2 separate regions of the Pan troglodytes genome follow, and region 1 is linked to region 2. Evidence: chromatin contacts called from public HiChIP or PLAC-seq data. All regions are on one chromosome and are shown on one strand. The core of a region is the stretch at or near the end of the contact, and the rest is flanking DNA. Distances in the headings are between cores, read along the strand shown.

Region 1 (6,761 bases), core at 1,199-3,698, 240 kb before region 2:
AAAAAAGGGAAAGACAAAATGGTATCTCTGTGAGCTTTGGCGATTGAGAAACAGCTAAGATTGGAATTCTCCCTGACCCATTCCAGAGTTTTCTGAGCTGCAACCCCTGCAGGCATGCCTTGCAAGTCACATATTATAATTCCTATTTTCCAGGCAAAAGATTAAAGACTCAAAGTACAGTTGACTGGTTATAGAAATGTGCTTGTCTGACTGCCGGATTACCATCCCTCTGGACCTCCTGCCAGTATTAGAACCCTAATTTTTAAAGGCACCAGGTGGGCCATGCTCAGGGGAGGCTGAGCTGCTCGCTGCCAATGTAAGGGAATCATGACTAAACTACGCCAGTGGTCTGAGCACTGGCTGCCCATTAGAACCATCCCAGTCTAGTTAAACCAGCTTATCTGGAGTGAGTCTAGGCCTCAGTCGTTTTATAAAGCTCCCCAGTGATTCAAAAGTGCAGCCAGGACTGGGATGGGCCAACCTAAACTACTCATGATAATTTCCATTCTCATTAGCATGGAGGAAGAGTGTTCTGCTGGGTTCTGGGAAAGCAAAATTCCTTTCTTTGAAACACAAACATATTGTGTTGATGAAACAGACTGTGCTGCACCCCGAGGTGATGCCTAGAACTGTGGACACCATCTGGAGAACAAAAGCCAGCACACTAAATTCGGCAGGGGAAAAAGAAGGGGAAAGCCCGGCTACTTAAGATATTATTGGACCGAGCTCACGCCTGTAATCCCAGCACTTTTGGAGGCTGAGGCAGGCAGATCACCTGAGGTCAGGAACTCAAGATCAGACTAGCCAACATGGTGAAACCCCATCTCTACTAAAAAAAAAATACAAAAATTAGCCATGCATGGTAGCAGGCACCTGTAATCCCAGCTAGCCAGGAGGCTGAGGCAGGAGAATCGCTTGAACCTGGGAGGCAGAGGTTGCAGTGAGCTGAGCTGAGATCACGCCACTGCACTCCAGCCTGGGCAACAGAGCAAGACTCCATCTCAAAAAAAAAAAGAGATATTATTGAACAGATGAATTACCCAACCCTGAAACTGCTCTCGCCCGGACTTTCTGTGTTAAGTGAGTTAATAGTTTGATGTGGCCAGTTTTTGTTGGATTTTTTATTACTTGAAGCTGAGAACATTCTATGTGATATAATCATACAGAAAGCAGGAGAGCTGAAAGTCAAGCCAAGTTCAACTCTGAGGCAGCCAATAGAAGCTAAGAGTGAGTAGAGACCAACAGATAAGTGGAGTTATTTGAATCAGATCAGCGGGTTTCTAGATGGTTTTTAACTAGTAAACGTAGTTTGTTAAGGTTATGAAACTTTTTCTCTTCTTTTTTTCCTATTCATCAGAATCCCTACATGAAAATGAAGAACATCATCTAGTAATTAATTGCCAGGTTTAAAAATATAAAATTGGAGAAGAAGGCCAGGTTTGAAATTTGGAAGGTGGTTGAAATTAACAGCTAAATTTAAGAATCAGGATCATCTTGGGTTTCAGTAAAACATCTAGTAAATTTATTCATTTAGTCAATAACCTCAGTGACTAATGAGTCAAACCAGTTTTTCAGTCCAGTAATTTTTCATTTAGGGCCCCCAAATTAAATGTTAGAAAGGCCTCTTTCTAACATTTAGTCATTATAAAATAATCAAATCAGTGAAAAATCAGCCACCAGAAATAAAACTGCCTTTTGGAAGGTTCTTATACTTATCTGTATCACCATATTCCAACAGGCAGCTTAAGGAAAGGGGTCTGTCTGTGCCTTTCAGTTCACAAGCAACCTTGAGAAGGCTAGAAATTTCCACAACAGTACCAAAGAACTGCCTGAAGGTGGCGCTCAAGGGCGATAGTAACAGAGTGTGTGATCTGGCAATTTCAGCATTTGCAAGAAGTCAAGCCAGTTTTTCTTTTCTTCCTGATAAAGCTAATTGCCTTGCATTAACGCACAGCATAAGACTTCGCAGCACAAAAAGAATAACGGAATTATAAAAGGTATAATTTAGAGGCTTTGTCAAGAGCTGTGATGAGCATATCCTAATAGGTATAAATGTTCTGAAGTACTAATGCTCTATTAAGAGGGGTTTCTGAAGGAGGAACAATGCCTGCATTAGTGTTCGGGCTCTGGAGAGGAAAAAGCTTTTTGGTCTGCAATTACTGGTCTCCTATTCTTTACTTTAGAACACATCTACTTGATGCTTGCTATTTTTTTCAGGCACACTTCCCCCCTCTTGTTTCACGTGTACATTCACATGAGTAAAATATTGCTTTTTACGCTTTGCTGGGTATTGAAGTTGCTGTCTGATGGAGAGGCTTAGATCCTCACCTTGAAGCGGCTTCCCCTAACACTGGGTCTGTGAAGCTTCAAAGTGCAAAACATGCTCATCCAGACAATACCATAAGGCCACCGACTTTGGATTTTCTGCCCTACTTCCTGAGCCTGCATCTCCGACTATTCTTTCCTTTGAAGCTCTATAAAAGTATGCACTCTTGCCTCCCTGTAGAGTAAGCTGCTCCTAGAATAGGAACTGCTAACACTTTCTCTTTTATTGCCTTGGCAGTACCTCCTACCTCCCAATTCCATATCGCCACCGCCCCCCGAGCTCCAGTACTTTCCCACCTTGGGCTAGGACCAGCATGAACACATCTCCCAGGCACATCCCCTTGCATTTAGAAGGCCCCAGCCCCTGACCTAAGGTTGCCCTGGCTCTTGGCTTTCTCCCTTGAAGATCAGGTTAATCCTACTGAGAAGAGAGAAAGAAATTAAAGTTTATCTTACCTAAGGAGGAAATTCTTTCTGATCCCTATACCTTCAAAGACCCTCCTCTGCACTGGACTGTGAATGCTGAAAGGCAGCCAGGATTGGAGCTGATAGAAATGGATTGCCAGGTAGCATTGGTTAGTCTTATGTCTTTCGTGGCTTCTAAAGCCTCATCTCCTATTAGCAGGAAGACTTGGCCTCCATATTCTCTCCCTTCCCCAGTCTAATAGCCTGGCCTGACTTCCTACCACCTGCCCCTTGAGGTTTCTTTCACCCAGAGTTGCCTCCAGAAGGAAGTAGGCCAAAAAGGGGAAAATCCAAAGTCAGACTTGTGGGGAGGGTGTGAGCCACCAATGGGGACTGAGAATACAAAATTACTTTGGTAGAGGAGTACATTGTCCCTCCCCAGGACAGAGCTTGTCCCCTTCATCCACATGCATGTTTTGAATTAGACAGATGAAAACACAAATCTCCAATATCTCTTTCTTTCTGAGCAGTACATGTTACCCAGACTAATCACAGGTCATCGAAGGGGTTCAGTTGAATGCAATGATCACATCTTTATTCTTCTTTGGAATAGCTCACAGTGTCCCATCCACAGGCAAGAGGGAGGGCTGGCACAGCCTCATACCTGCTGCCAGAACACAGGGACATGTAATAGTTTTCCTTACCTTTACATTTGAAATCCTCCTGTTGGGGGTTCATTTTGCCCACTGCCCAGACAGGCTGATTTATCAAGACAGAGGAACTGCAAGAGAGAAACAGTTTAATTCATGCAGAGCTGGCTCAATGGGATACCAGAGTTTTATTATTACTCAAAACAGTCACCCCCAAAATTTAGAGGCTGGGGTTTTTTAAGGATAATTTGGTGGGTAGGGGGCCAAGTAGTAGGGAGAGCTGACTGGTTGGGTCTGAGATGAAATCACAGGGAGTCAAAGCTGTCCTCTTGTGCTGAGTCATTTCCTGGGTGGGGGCCACAAGACCAGATGAGCCAGTGTGTTGATCTGAGTAGTGCCAGCTGATCCATCCAGTGCAGGGTCTGAAAACTATCTTGAGCACCAATCTGAGGTTTTACAATAGTGATGTTATCCGTAGGAGCAATTGAGAAGGTTTAGAATCTTGTGGCCTCTAGCTAGCTGCATGACTCCTACACCATAATTTCTAATCTTGTGGCTAATTTGTTAGGCCTACAAAGACATTCTGGTCCCCCCGGCAAGAAGAGGGTTCATTTCAGCAAAGGGCTGTTATCATCTTTGTTTCAAAGTTAAACTATAAACTAGGTTCCTCCCAACGTCAGCTCAGCCTATGCCGAGGAATGAACAAAGACAGCTTGGAGGTTACATGCAAGATGGAGGCAGGTAAGTCAGATCTCTTTCACTGTCTTAATTTTCTTACTGTTATAATTTTTTGCAAAGGTGGTTTCAGTGTTTTCTCTAAAAGTCTTCCAGTCAAACCCAGGAGGTAAGTAAGGCACAGAAGACCTACAGCTTAGGGCACCCATACAACTCTGCCCACCTCCCCACAGTGGACACCCCACAGCACTAGCTGCAGTTCTCCTGATCCTCACTAGACTAGGTCTTGACATATTTGTCCTTCCCAAATGTACTTGGAATTACCTAACATGCATTAGGCCCAGCTATGCTTATGGTGTTGCTCAGCTCCCTCCCACCAAGCAACTGTAACGGCTGATGCCTTCTGGGTGCTTCCTGTTGAGAGGGCTTTATGCATCATCTCAAGTCATCTTCACGATACCCCCAGACAGCAGTGCTGCTAGCATTCCCATCTCACAGATGAGGAAACTGCAGTGCAAAGAGGCTACACAACTTCCCAAGCAAATAAGTGCCATGGTAAGTTATTCATAAAGCACATGGGAACACTGGTAAAAGAGTGAGTTAATAAAAAAAAAATAGTCATAACTAACGCTTACTGAGCTCTGCGTATCAAGCCCTGCGCCAAGTGCTGTGTGAACTCCCTTTCCTTAAATCCTCGTATCAGCTGGTGTGGCAATTACATCAGAAGCATTGGCAGGCTCTGCTATCAAGGAGAGTGACCACATTAAAAAAGGCACTGTCTTTTGACCTTTTGCTCTATTATCTCTCGCTCTGACTGCTAATGTTTCAAACGGAGGTTGAACAGAACCAGCTTTCCCACTGCTTCCTCGAATGTCCTCTCATTCTTCACAACCATCATGTCTGGGATAACAGGTGGGCTCCCTGTTCTTCCCCTCCCAGAACTCCAGCTGTGCCACTGGGAATTATTATTATTCCCAACTTAGAAATGAGGGAAGAGAAGCTCAGATAAGCTAAGTAACTTGAGTGAGTTCATTCAGCTTTCAAGGGAACAAGTCATGGTGGGGAAAGGGAGGTATAAACCCAATGTCTGGCTCCAGAGCAAACAAAGAAGATTAGGGCATCTCAGGCAAAGGAAACAGCTCAGACAGAAGTATGAACACATGTGTTTGATTAAGAGCTCTAGATGAATGTGTACGGTGGAGTATAGGGCACTTGGTGAGCAGCAGTTGGGTAGTAAAGGAATTTGTATGTTGTAGGGAAGGAAAAAACTTCTCCTCTCCTCTCTCACGTTCAGCCTGTGGGGTCTGCAAATTGAACTGACAAAAGACAGATGAGCAAGACAAAAAAAAAAAAAAGAGTTTATTTACACCTGCAACGGAGAGATTCAGTGAGGAGTAACTCATCCCAATAGACAGAGATAAAGGGTTTATATACCAAACTTAGCTAGGGGACTGGGGAGGAGTGTCAGGGCTTCAGTGAGAAGGTATAGAAGGTTCTATCAGGCTTTTTGATGTGAATAGAATGGGCAGTCTATCTCCCTGGCAGCTGAATTCACAGGGAAGACCTCAAGGGAGGGCTACTGACAGCTGTATTTTCTGAGAGGTTCTGCTTTACAGCTTTTAGAGAAGTTCAGATAGTAATTTCTTTCTGCATCTTCTTTAGCTTAAATGTTTTGTCTTTAAAATATTATGTTGGTACAAAAGTCATTGCGGTTTTTGACATTAAAAGTAATGGCAAAAGTAATCTTGATACCAATTACAGGGGTTTTGAGTGGTTTCCCACCATGCCTGGTAAAACATGGCTTTTTATCCTTCAGCCAGAGCTTTTTAAAGCAGTGTTTTGATATGATTTGTTCTACTTATCACTAAAACCTTTGGCCAGGGTATATCAAAATAATTTAATTGATGTAGTTAATTAGCAAAACCCATAAGGAAGGATAACAGCACTATTATCCCACTTATGTGAAGAAGGAAACCAAGGCAGAGAAGTTAAATGATATGCAAAGGATTGTGGATTATTAGTCACAAAGCAAAAACCTTGTGACCCGGTCTTCTAAATCCTGGTCCTGAACTCTGTCCAAGAAAGCTGCCAATCGGCATACACTTGCTCCCGTACTAAAATACAGGAAGAGCTCCAAGCCCTAGTTACTCCCACCCTTGCCACATTCAGGGCCTATTTGAGCTGCATTACTTATGTGCTGTCTCTTCCACAGTTTAGCAGACAAATGCCCGCCACTCTCAGTGTCTTTTGTGTTTGTAGGTGGAAATATTTAGTTACAAAGCAAGAAAGAAAATTCAGAGCCCAGCTGACTTTGCCATCCTATGAGCCTCTGAACTGCCTGTTGTACTTTCCCTCTCTAGGTCAGAGCAAAAAAATAATTAAACTTCAGCAAACTGAGTGACTGCATTTCAACAAGTTTAAAGCATCTCATTGAAGAAAATACACCTCAATCTGGTTTGAGATCCTCGGCAGACTTTGTCACCGTATCATGTTGGGTAAATCCTTTGAAGAATTCTTAGAACCTCATCACAGGAAAGGGTGGCTTAGGGGCCTCTAGCTGTTCTCTGGGCTCCTTTGAGCTCAGAGTTTTGATGTTAGGTGGGGCCAAGAAAAATTATTTGCAGGGAGGGAGGAGGATGGAAGGAGTGGCAACCATGGGCCAGAAGAACCAGTCACATAAAACCTCGGCTAGCCAAGTATATGACT
Region 2 (6,734 bases), core at 3,187-5,686:
CCCGAGATGTGTGTGTGAGTGTGTGTTCTGCCATGAACTGTGGCCCCAGCATATAGTGTTTCAGTGGGGGAGAAGCTGAAAGACTCTTGGTCTTTCAAGTCGTCTCCTCTCCTGTCACCCTAAAAGCCACTGAACTCTACAGGGATGAAGACTATTGAAGACTCCATTGCCAAACCATGGCCTTTCCTCAGTGTTATAAAGCCTATGCCAAGGAAAAAGGAAGGGTATGCCTTTGGGTGCTCCAGGTACACACCTTTCCAAAATCTTTCTCCAGCCAGCTGCTGCAGACAAAAATAAGACATTTCTGGGAAGATAAGGACTTGTTTCCAGGCCAGTACCCCAGTGGCCATCAGGTCTTGTGGCCCAAAAGCTACGCTTGCCTCTAGCTAAGTGCCTGGCATGGGCCCTTTCTGTGTCTCCCCAAGGTTGGGTACTGAGCTCCCTTCTTCACCATCTAGCCATAGTCTCGAACCTATGGGGAAGGAGGTTTTCTCCCCACCCTGGAAGAGAACAGATTACTGATTTCTGTTCTTTTGACTCTGAAAATTCTCTTTCTAAAAAAAAAAAAAAAAGTAAGATTGTTATTCCTACCATCTCTAGCTTTAATTATTTTTATTTTCACAAATGCCTTAAGGTCAGATAGTAGGGGTTTTGGCCTCCTTTCTTACCAAAATAGCATCATTATCACTGCTCTCCCATTATCTTATAAATATCTCCTGTTTCCTTGAGGCACAGGCCACTCAGATTTGCCACCCATTCACTTGTGGTTTTCATCTATTACCTCTTGGACACTCCCCAACATCCCCTTTGCTCAGTTTTCCTCTCCACCTCTATTCTTGCCATTACACTGAGTTTCTTTAATGTCTGTATGTATACCCTATCTCACACCCTGAGCTCTCAATTCCAACCTGCACATGTCACTCAGCCCCCCTTGCACCCTTGCCATTACTTGCAACCACTGCACCTCCAAAATCACTTATCCAAACATGTGGCTCCCTGACCACAACCTCTTATTTATCCTTCCACTTGCTTCTTCGACCACTCACCTAAAACTATTCTTTGATATCATCATTACCTCCATTCATTGATCCCTCTGCATTCTCCATATTTACCAACTCTCTCCTATCTTCACATTCTTCTGTATCCAATTTAGATTCTAAGGTGTATCATTTCATTTTGGTGCTCAATAAATACCAACTGAAGAAATTAATCTGTTGGGGCGTGGTGGCTCACACCTGTAATCCCAACACTTTGAGAAGCCAAGGCAGGAGATCATTTGAGGCCAGAAGTTCAAGACTAGCCCGGGTATCATAACAAGACCCTGTATCTAAAAAAATTTTTAAAATAAAGAGAAATGAATCCTTGAATTTTAATATCCAATCAATCACTAAGTTCAGTAATGTAGTTCTTCCCATATCCACTGCCACTAAGCAACCATCATTTCTTTCACAGACTATTAACTAAATTCTCCAATCCATTTTCCACCTTGCTGACAAATGTAACTTTCAAACTAGACATCTAACCACTCCCTTTTTATTTAAAATTATTCAATCACATCCCATTGCTGTTATGATCAAGAATAAAATCCACAACACAGACTAAAAGGGGCTGCATGCCCTGATTTTCACCTAACTCTTGAATCCAATTTCCCACCACTCTGCCCCTCACACTCTGCCTTCCAACCACATTAGCCTCCTTCCAGTTCTTCTAATACAGCAAGCTCCTTCGCATTTCAAAGTCTTCACATTTTCTTCTCACTGTAAGGATATCTTTGTCCCCCTTTTTCATCCATCCAACCTTAACTACTTAATTTCTATTCACCCTTCTTATTTCAACTCAAATGTCACTTCCTCAGGAATCTATCACTAACCCCTAAGACTTCTTAGCTCCTCCTGTTACATCACCCTGTTCTTTTCCTTTGACACATTTATTATAGTTTATAATTATTTTTGTGATCATGTCTGTTTCTCCACTAGATTATAAACTCCACAGGGGTAGGAACCAAGTCTATTGCTCACCACTGACTCCTCAGAAAGAGGTCCAATATATAGTGTGTTCAATAAATAAATATTTAAAGGAAACTTCTCTCCATAGTAGTGTTTCTCAACTGAGTCTGTGAATCTTTTTAAAAATATGCAGGTCTGTACTGTACCTCTGAAGATTATGATTCGGTCAGTCTATGGTATATACTAGACTGGAACAGTTTTTCACAAGTTCCACACGACTCTGATGTACTTCCAGTGTTGAGATCTACTATTCCACAAAATCAGAGACTATCAGAACTGAAAGAGACTTCTAAAATCATCTGCTCCAGCCCTCTCTTTTCACAGATGAGAAAACTGACTGACTCCTAGCCTATCCTGTTTTCACCTGTATCACTAAATTGTCCTTTCACATAGATTTTTCCCTTCAAATGCCTCCCATTAATTTATTTTACATGACAAACTGAAGTACCTTTGCTGATATCCTCAATACCTTACAATAGAAAATGCATTATTCACTATCTACATGGATATTTGAAAACACAGTGTTCCATTACAACACATATTGTAAATAACTACTTTTTTCACATCGTATTATCATAGGAGAATTCAAACTTCAAAATGTTGCCCTCATAGTTATTCCAGGAAAAACTAATTTTGGAGTGTGTAAACTGTTTTACTTTCCATGTTGAATAATCTGACTAATTTTCCTTGATAAAAATCAAGATTATAGCAATGAATTTTCTAAAACACTTATATATGAACAATAAGTTCAAGAAATGAAGAAAGAAGAAAAGCACTGCCTTTTCCTTTTTCATAAACCATTTATGAGTTCCCAATATTCTTACCTGAAGTACTTGGGAGCTCAAACTGTTTGGAGCCTAAATAATTCTACTAAGTATTTTCAGTTCTTGTTTTGGTTCCTTCTTAACCAAGTTAAGTGAGAACTTCCAAGGGACTTCACAGAAGTAAAAATGCCCCCTAAATAATCAATGGCACTGTTCTTTCGTTTGACAAATATGTATTCACGATCTACTAAGTGCAAGACTCCGTAACCCTGGGTCACTGCAAAGTAGGTATTATCAGGGTTCAACTAAAGAAACAATTGATAGAGGGGCAAATGCAGTTTTAGAGAAGATAAAGTGGGGTGTGGGATTGGTTCAAGCTTCATAATAACGCTGCAAAGGCACAGCTTCCCCTATCAAGAAACAGCAGCACGTAGCAGGGCAAACAAATGTGCAGATGGCTCCAAGCTCTTTATTTAATGTGCACTGTATGACTCAACTATCTGGTCCTATGCTTACTGCTGTGGACTCTTCTCTAAGCTTTTCTTCATTCATTTACTCATTCATTCAACCACTATTTACTGTAAAAGACTCCGTTCTAGTGTGTTGCTGGGAAAACATCAGTGAATAAAATATGCAAAGCATCAGTTTTCCAGGAGCTGACTTGGGGAGGAGGAGGAATAAAACGAGGGAGAAGCAGAGTTCAAGAGACAAATGAATGGGCAGGACATGATAATTTGGGATGGGGACAAGAGCTCTGTGGAAAAAAACAGGATGAGGTTGAGGGGGAGATTACGAACCACCACACTTGTTAAGTATTAACATTACTCCCACCTCCACCCTGAGTTCTCACAGCACTTACCATTCTGCACTGTAAATACCAGCCAGCAGCAGACTTGCAGCCTGCGCGACTATGTAAGCCAAGAGTAATCTGAAAAACTATCCTTTTCCCTTGCCTAGGGGAAATTTACAAACGTAAATATGTGTAAATTAATATACAAGCTAATATACACGTTGACGAACGGACGAAATGGTTGAAAGAACGAACTCGCAATGAACTACAACACTTTCTCCGGTCAAAGTAAAAGCCATTCGCTCCAGAGCCCCAAGTAAGCCACAAGTTGTACATTGTAGGAGACAACAGTCCTCAACAGCAGCTCAGGTTCCAGCACCTCCCTCCGGGCGCCACAACTACGTCAACACAAATATCACCCGCGGGCGCGAGCTCGCCCAGAAAACCGGGGCTACAAGGGCCGCTCCGCGCCACCCGGCGGATTCCTGCAATAGAGTTTCGAGGCAAGAAGTTTGGAAGAGGGGGCCACGAACCCCAGCTCTCCGGCCCTGCTCCACCCCCCAGATAGATTTCTCTCCCGCCTCCCGCTTAACTCCGTCGGCGCCGGAGGGATCGAGGCAGGGAAGGAGGCCTACACATGGCCGCCCAGGCCCACAGAGGCCCAAGGGAAGTAGGCTAAGCAGCCAGGCCAAGGAGAGGTTGCGTTTTCAGGGAAAAGGCGTCTCCGAAAGCACTCACCCCAGCGCCTCCAGTGTGTCCAGCACGTCTCCCTCCATCGTCGGTTCGGGACCCGGCTCCGGCCCTCTCATGGTCCTTTGGCCCAGAGCTGTTCGGCGCTCTAAGTAGCCCGCCGGAAACTAGCGTCACCGCGCCAAGGTTCCGGTCCGGGTCTGGCCGGTAACTGCCTCAGAGCACAGCTGAAGAAGGGCGCAAAGGTTCCCAGCCCCGAGGCAATAAACACTTGATAGTGCCTAAAACCGCTGCGTGTAACGATAATAATTTTTTAAAAGAATAGTAGAAATAATAAATAATAGTAATAAAGAGGTCTCTGTGTTGGGACTTTTCTGTGTGTTCAAATAAATTTTAGCAAATATCGTGGTATCGGGTTGATCTCAACCTATCCGATTCCAGACCTTCTTTTTAATAACAGAAATCTGAAATGAAATTATAATTATCTTCAGCTAAAATTAGTAACTAATATCACATGCCTACACATATAATTTTTAAATCAATATACACGACGATGCTTCAACTTGAAGGAAAAAATGAAGTAATTTATAACAAGGTAATATTTTTCTCCTTATGAAATGCGGAAGACCAATGAAGTGATCAGATGCTTGCATCTATCTATGTAGAATCCCCTCAAATGCATATTCAGATGATGTGCTTCATTGCTGACAAAGCATCAGTTGTATAAGCAACAAACATACCGCCAGCAAAGTAAGGTAGTTGATGTGGTTTTCCAAAATTGTGGCGAATTCTCTGTAAAGTTGCAAACAAACAAAACATAATATACCCTCTGTGTACTATCCATGAAGAATTCAATCTCTTATCTAAAGGATTTAAAAAATGTATTTTAGGGTTCATATGTAAAAGGTACTAAGAGTATAAGGTTAGATCATTATTAGCAGGCATGTCACCTACATGAATACTCCAGCAGAACTGTTGGAAATCCTGCATGAAGTATAACTATTGATCCCTTGTATGGACCTGTCCCTTCCATTGCAGACTACATAGCATTCGTAGCCCCAGTCCAATAAAGACCAGTAATGCTCTCACCTTCCTAATTATGGTTACAAACAAAAAGCATACCCATAAATGTGTAAAACACTCAAAGGTAAGCTGTAGTAGTCCACTCTCATGTTGCTATAAAGATATACCTGAGACTGGGTAATTTATAAAGAAAAGGGGTTTAATTGGCTCATGGTTCCACAGGCTGTACACGAAGCATGATGCTGGCATCTGCTCCACTCCTGGGGAGGCCTCAGGAAATGGACAGTTGTGGCAGAAGGGGAAGGGGGAGTGCAGCTATCACGTGGCCGGAGTAAGAGGAAGAGAGAGGGTGCAGGGAGGTGCCACATACTTTTTTTTTTTTTTTTTTCAGTCTCGCACTGTCGCCCAGGCTAGAGTGCAGTGGCATGATCTCAGCTCACTGCAAACTCCGCCTCCCGGGTTCACGCGATTCTCCTGCCTCAGCCTCCCGAGTAGCTGGGATTACAGGCGCCCACCACCACGCCCGGCTAATTTTTGTATTTTTAGTAGAGACGGGGTTTCACCAGGTTGGTCAGGCTGGTCTCGAACTCCTGACCTCGTGATCTGCCACACACTTTTAAAAAACCAGATCTCATGATAACTCACTCACTATACAGTGCCAAGGCAGGAATGGTGTCAAACCATTCAAGAGAACTCTGCCCTCATGATCCAATCACCTCCCACCAGGTCCCTCCTCCAACATTGGGGATTATAATTTAACATGAGATTTGGGCACAGACACAGATCCTAACCATATCATAAACTCAACCATACATTTGTATAATGACTATTATTACTGTATATTTTAGTGTTGTACAAGGCTTAAGCGTAAAATTACTTGCAGTTTAATGTATCTGAATTCATCTCCAAATAAGGGAGAGGAGAATGTGTATTAGTGGTTACTGCCTCTTGTCAGAGTTGGGGTGTCATAGAAGGTACTAGTCTTAGTAATCTTGGCAAAAAGTCTCTGTAAAAATCAAATAGAAATGAGGTAACTGTTCTTTATTATTGTTGATCTTAAGTGTTCTGCTGCTGGTTTTCCTAAAAAATCTAAATAAATGAATAACAAAAGTTATGCACAGAAAAAGAACTAAAAACAAACAAAAAAGCATGACTGGCCTAGCATGGTGGCTCTCATCTGTAATCCCAGCACTTTGGGAGGCTGAGGTGGGAGGATCACTTGAGTCCAGGAGTTTGAGACCAGCCTGGGCAGCAAAGTGAGACCATATCTCTACAACAAATTTAAAAATTAGTCAGGTATGGTGGTATGCACTTGTAGTCCTAGCTATTGAGGAAGCTAGGGCAGGAGGATCAGGATTGCTTGAGCCCAGGAGGCCGAGGCTGCCGTGAGCTGTAATCAAGCCACTGCACTCCAGCCTGGGCAACAGAGTGAGACCCTGTCTCAAAAGAAAAAAAAAAGCA

What was found. HiChIP or PLAC-seq counts read pairs in DNA pulled down with a chosen protein or histone mark.
Region 1: an H3K4me3 HiChIP or PLAC-seq map of stem cell-derived excitatory neurons shows a contact between it and region 2, with 5 times the contacts expected there. The contact joins the promoter of LINC02694 here to the promoter of FAM98B in region 2. A contact is called at or near these places in 1 of 7 Hi-C or Micro-C datasets (stem cell-derived neural progenitor cells) and 1 of 1 datasets of contacts at active chromatin or transcription factors (stem cell-derived excitatory neurons).

Annotation. Positions count from the first base shown.
Region 1 is chr16:30,635,944-30,642,704 of NHGRI_mPanTro3-v2.0_pri, reverse strand. It overlaps LINC02694 (long intergenic non-protein coding RNA 2694), which reads right to left and starts at 2,448. Exons shown (of 5, transcript XM_003314602.4): 1 at 2,329-2,448. The coding sequence starts at 2,448.
Region 2 is chr16:30,401,921-30,408,654 of NHGRI_mPanTro3-v2.0_pri, reverse strand. FAM98B (family with sequence similarity 98 member B) reads right to left here and starts at 4,436. Exons shown (of 8, transcript XM_001138413.7): 1 at 4,299-4,436. The coding sequence starts at 4,369.